Regions from separate parts of the Danio rerio genome. Here region 1 is linked to region 2. The links are chromatin contacts, called in public Micro-C maps. All regions are on one chromosome and are shown on one strand. The core of a region is the stretch at or near the end of the contact, and the rest is flanking DNA. Distances in the headings are between cores, read along the strand shown. Region 1 overlaps prdm16 (PR domain containing 16). Region 2 overlaps prdm16 (PR domain containing 16).

Region 1 (2,842 bases), core at 240-2,739, 36 kb after region 2:
ATTATTATTATTATTATTAATATTATTAAAATCATGTAATACAATTATTTATATATTATAAATAACACCACCACTAATAATAATAATAATAATAATAATAATAATAATAATAATAATAATAATAAAATCATTATTATTATTATTTTATTATTATTATTATTATTATTATTGTTGTTAGTGGTGGTTTTATTTATAATATATAAATAATTTTATTACATGATTTTAATATTTAAAATAATTTTTTGTATTATTATTATCAAAATCATATATATATATATATATATATATATATATATATATATATATATATATATATATATATATATATATATATATATATATAAATCATATGTATTATATATTAAATAACACCACCACTAAATTATTATTATTATTATTATTATTATAAATTTTATAGTACATCAAATTGGTGGTAAAATTTATTAAATAATAATGATTGTATTATATGATTTTAATATTTATAATAATAATAATAATAATAACAATAATAATAATAATATTTAAAATATAATACTAATCGTAAAATTAAATTAATTAAAATTATTGTTATTACTTTAAATAATAAAATTATATTATATAAACATAATGGTAACACTTTACAATAAGGTTCATTAGTTAATGCATTTACTAACATGAACTAATCATGAACAACACATGTACAGCATTTATTAATCATAATTGAACATTTACTAATGCATTATTAACATCCAAGTCCATGCTTGTTAACGTTAGTTAATGCACCATGAGTTAACATGAACTAACAATGAACTACTGTATTTACATTAACTAACGTTAACTAACATGAACAAATACAGTAGTAAATGTATTGTTCATTGTTTGTTCATGTTAGTAAATGCATTAATTAACATTAACTAATGAACCTTATTGTAAAGTGTGACCAACATAATTATAACAATAATTGTTTTTATTTTTATCTTATTATTATTATTATTAATAACAATATCTTCAACGTCCAAAAAATGAGTGTACAATTCGTTTCAGTTCGGTACAGTTTTGTCATAAAACCATAGATATAACATTAATGTGCAATAATGCATTATAAAGCATTCATAATACACATGAAAGCATTCTTCCCTATTATTGATGATGCTGTTTAATACAAAAAGCCATCCATCACAATACCAGCGCCAAATGTAATGCTTTCGGCAATTCAGAAGATCCTTCAGTATTTATAGGCTTCACTTGAAGTCTTTCTTTCTATAAATGGCATAACAAGATACTTCCACCATGTAATAACAGGTGTTCTGAATGTCCCCGCGAGAAAATCAAGTGTCACTTTACTGCGGTGTGCTGCGGAAGGAATATGACTCATGACATAAAGAGATTAATATTTCTTCTCCAACTCCAGCCCCTCTGCCCCCCATTCTCCATCCCACACACCCATTGATTACCCAGCCTTGCTCTCCCGCTGTCTCTAATGGGCCTGAGAGCCCGATCATGTGACTGTTGCATCTCCGCGTGGAGGATTGGTTTGTCTGAAAGCGCCCGGGTCCTCGCAATCATCCTAATGCACAAGCGTCGGCCATTACTGTCAGGCCCGTTACCGTGGCGTCCATACATTACGCCGCCCCCACCCGTCCAGCCCAATCCAAGAGTGGAATTAATGCACGTCCTGGGGCTTGACTGGTGTGTTCTCCATACTGTGTTAAACAATGAGCAAATGGCTCAGCTCCTTTATTAGACGTGTGGCTTAATTAAAAGGCCTGTCAGATATATCGGCCCCCTCAGCGGCCAAGTCTCTTTGAGAATCCATCATAGGGTCGGGGGGGGTGGCGAGTCTTTTGTGAGGGTGAAGGTTGAGGCCAGAGGGCCTGGAGGTTAAGGCCAACGGTAGCCGTAAACATTTCTCAAGATCAGGGCATCTACAGTGATATACTGCGCGGGAACTGTACGGGGAGGATCTGAGCTTCTGCTGGCGGAAAACCAGAGCGGAAAAGGTGCTAAAACCAGCGCTTAGGGTGAATCAAGCTGGAGGTACGAGGCTCAAGCTCAATAGCTTTATTGTCTGAGGATTGACGGTGTGCCAGCAAGCTGAGAAATATTAAATGTTCGCCTTTATACAATGGTGTAAAGTCTCCTCTGGTCTTTATAAAGCTGTGTTTTACTATTACGCGCAGCACCGCCGGGCCTGTATGTCAGGAGAGGGCGGGTGAACCGGTGGCATAGTGAGAAAGCAGTTTCCAGCGCTTCTGTGCTTTCTGTTATACCGCTGCCACTCAACAGATCAATTACTGTAGAAGTTGTGTTACCATGGCAACAAAAGAATCAACAGATCAATTACTTTAGTTGTTGTGTTACCATCACAACTGTAGAATCACCACAACTGGTTGTTGTTACTGTAGCAACAAAATGATCACTACAACAGATCAATTACTGTAGTTTTTGTGTTACTGTAGCAATAACAGAATCACTACAACAGAACAATTATTATAGTTGTGTTATCATAGCATCAATAGAATCACCACAACAGATTTTTATAGTTTTTGTGTTACCATATCAACAATAGAATTACTACAAAATATCAATTACTAGTTGTTGTGTTACCATAGCAACATAAAAATACTACAACAGATCAGTTACTATAGTTGTTGTGTTACCATAGCAACAATAAAAATACTACAACAGATCAATTACTATAGTTGTTGTGTTACCATAGCAACAATAAAAATACTACAACAGATCAATTACTATAGTTGTTGTGTTACCATATCAACAATAGAATTACTACAACATATCAATTACTAGTTGTTGTGTTACCATAGCAACAATAAAAATACTACAACAGATCAATAACTATAGT
Region 2 (2,855 bases), core at 214-2,713:
GTCTAAAATTTCAGTTAATTTGATACATAATAAGACTTACCAGTGGATGTTTAGCTTTTTCTGAGAAGAAGTTTGTAAAAAAAAATAAAAATAGAAAAAAAGCCTGCAGATTAATGTGTTATGATAGCCAGTTTAGTAACTAAAACCTTAAAAAATTAAATAAATAACTTTTTGCAAATCCAATTACACCCACTTGTTTGGTAAACATAGCATATATATATATATAAAAAAAACTTAAAATATTTATTTACAACCTGTATTGTAATTAAATCAAATAAACCCTTGCATAATGTTCAATATTATTATTGAAACTGTTAAATAAACTGAATAAAAACTTGGTGGAAATTTAGCAGATTCTGTGTGCACCTACAAATAACTCATTTCAAAAGTTCACACTTAGCTGATGATTAGTATTAAAGCATGTTTGGCATGCCGACCCGGGAAAGAGCACTGAGCTCAAAAGATCCTCGAGCCCGGAGCACCCTCCAGATAGAAGGGTGAGAGGGGAGTTTAGGCTTGGGTAGATCTGAAGAACTCCCCCTCTTTTAAATGGCGAATTATGAATATCTGTGCAAATATGCTGCTGACTCATCTATAGGGCCAATTTGGTTTGGTCGGTTCACCTAGGTCCCATGTCTTTGGACTGTGGGAGAAAACCAGGGAACCCCTATGCGAGCACAGGGAGAACATGTAAACTCAGGACAGAAACGTCGGATGGGCTGGTAAGGATTTGAGCCAGTGACGTTCTTGCTGTGAGGCAACAGTGCTAACCACTGGGCCGCCGGGCCGCCCTGTCTAGAAAAGGAGGAGGAGTAGGGGTGGAAGGGGGGGGTTCTTTAAAATGAAGATACTGAGGTAAAAATTTCTGGTTATTTATGGTGAGTTAGAAATTGACTGATTGGTGGATCGTGTATATCTGTTGCTAATGTTGCAGCCATGTTCAATCATAAGCACGTGCCCTCTCGAAATCAGTTTATAAATAAACCACACTTAAATCACCGTGAAGGACCGCGCTCGGAATTACACATTGTTCTCTAAGGTAATGTCAAGCATTCTACAAATGCCTGTATGTTTCCAACATTTCATTAAAACAGGTTGCTGTGTCGTACCACAGTAAGAGGAGAGCCGAAGAACTCAATTAGATGCTGGCTATTCCTGGCAAGCTCGCCAAGGCCTGTTGAGCCCTAAAGTTGTAGTTTTGACATGGTCTGAGTCCCTCATCCTGCAGATAGACAGCATTTTTCATCCTGTCCCGCAGTTATCTCCCTCTCAGAATTACCCTCCTAATATATCCCCTTTCATCGGCCAGCAGAGAGGTCCAACAGAGAGAGAAGAGAGAAGGAGGGGGTCTCTGTTTTGTCTCATGGATAAAAAGGTGGGTTTCTGGCAGCAGTTGAGGCCACACTCAAGCTCAGAGGGACACAATGTCCCCTCTGTCTCTCATAGAAAGGAGCTCCTGACAGGAATCAGCTTTCAATTAGCTCTCAACCCCCCACCCCAGCTATTCTAACCTCTCTCTCACCGGAGGCCTGGCCTGTGGCCCCTGCAGCTTAGCCAGGCAGCCCGAGCTGCAGATCTGGGGCGAGATTATAGGCAACCTTGTGACAACCAAATTGTACCTTATTTATAGGTAATGGCGTCTCCAGCCACCTCACGCCTGATCTGACACCTCTCGTCACCATGGAGAAGCACAAAGATGGAGTGCTCTGTGTTAGCATATGAAATCGCCACAATTACTGTCGGCCAAGTAGATGGGTGGCGGACACCATTTCCCGCCTGCTTTAACCTGTGATTACAATCGGAGAGCTTCGGATAAGTTCAAGATGTCAGCGAAAGTATTTTTTTATTGTCTAGTTTAGTGTCATGCTTGCAGGAGATTTTCAGATCCCACATTTAAGAAATAGTAAACCCCAAGATGTCTATAAAGAAATCTCGAGTGTTCCTTCAAACCCAATTGAATTGGTCTAACTTCCTTTTTAATGTCATCTTGCATTGATGGGAACCAAGATACAGGATGCTTATTTTTCCGGTTGGATGGGGGGCGTTTTGGAAACGACTCTATTCTCAGGCTGTTTCTCAGTCACAGACACTGGCTATGTGGGGATGGATGAGAATGTACTGGCCAGAACAACAGGCATTGTGTGAGGCTGAGACGGCCGAAGGAGCAGGTGTTGTCCATTGGGACGGGGCTTTGGCATCAGAATAGATTCAGGATATGAATATGGGGATATTGTGCCCTCTTGAGCACCTGCAGACCCCCCGGACAAAAGGCCATGTAGAAGGGAAAAAAAAGGAAAAGGAAAGGCAATCCCACTCCGGTGGATGCATTCCAGCCTACATCCTCTCCTTAAAAAGTGGACAGCCCTTCTATTTCTTAACTGAATCCACCCCCTCCTTCAATGTAGTTATCTCTGCGGTCGTTCCATCTTTCTCACACAACTGTTCTCTTCAGCAAAGTTAATTTAATAACAGATTCCTTGAAAGAGGGTGTTGTGTTTATAATAAGATATAGAAACAAAGTCAGCCTATCGTGATTTATATTCGACGCTTATTGAAGTGTTCAAAACAACTGATTAATATGAAAGTTACGTTATAGAGTCAGGGAGGCACCTCTTGACTTTGGCTGAGGGGCCAGAGAGAGAAGCTTGGGGCCTCTTTAAAAGCTCTGTGTTTCCCCACTACTTTCCCTGCCCGTGATCCCTATCACTAGGGTGACGATGTAAGAGTCCTGCAGACAGAACGAGATTGAATTCTGAGCCAGCCAAGACGACTGATATCTGACCACCCACCCAGCTCGTGGCTCTGTCCTGTGTCCCATTCCAGAACCTCATACCCATCAAAATTCCCCCCCAAAA

The links. Hi-C and Micro-C count contacts between places; a contact is called where the count stands out from the background.
Region 1: a contact with region 2 is called in a Micro-C map of caudal fin, with 2.2 times the contacts expected there. The contact joins two enhancer-like sites. A contact is called at or near these places in 5 of 18 Hi-C or Micro-C datasets (caudal fin, embryo, hematopoietic stem cells and 2 more).

Annotation. Positions count from the first base shown.
Region 1 is chr8:58,184,157-58,186,998 of GRCz12tu, forward strand. All of the region lies in intron 3 of prdm16 (PR domain containing 16), which reads left to right. Among named protein-coding and RNA genes, the nearest start is that of nppal, 180 kb to the right of the region's middle. Within about 2 kb of position 1,490, at least 7 of the 62 cell types and tissues checked have an H3K27ac peak or open chromatin away from gene starts, as enhancers often do.
Region 2 is chr8:58,148,353-58,151,207 of GRCz12tu, forward strand. All of the region lies in intron 3 of prdm16 (PR domain containing 16), which reads left to right. Among named protein-coding and RNA genes, the nearest start is that of nppal, 210 kb to the right of the region's middle. Within about 2 kb of position 1,464, at least 18 of the 62 cell types and tissues checked have an H3K27ac peak or open chromatin away from gene starts, as enhancers often do.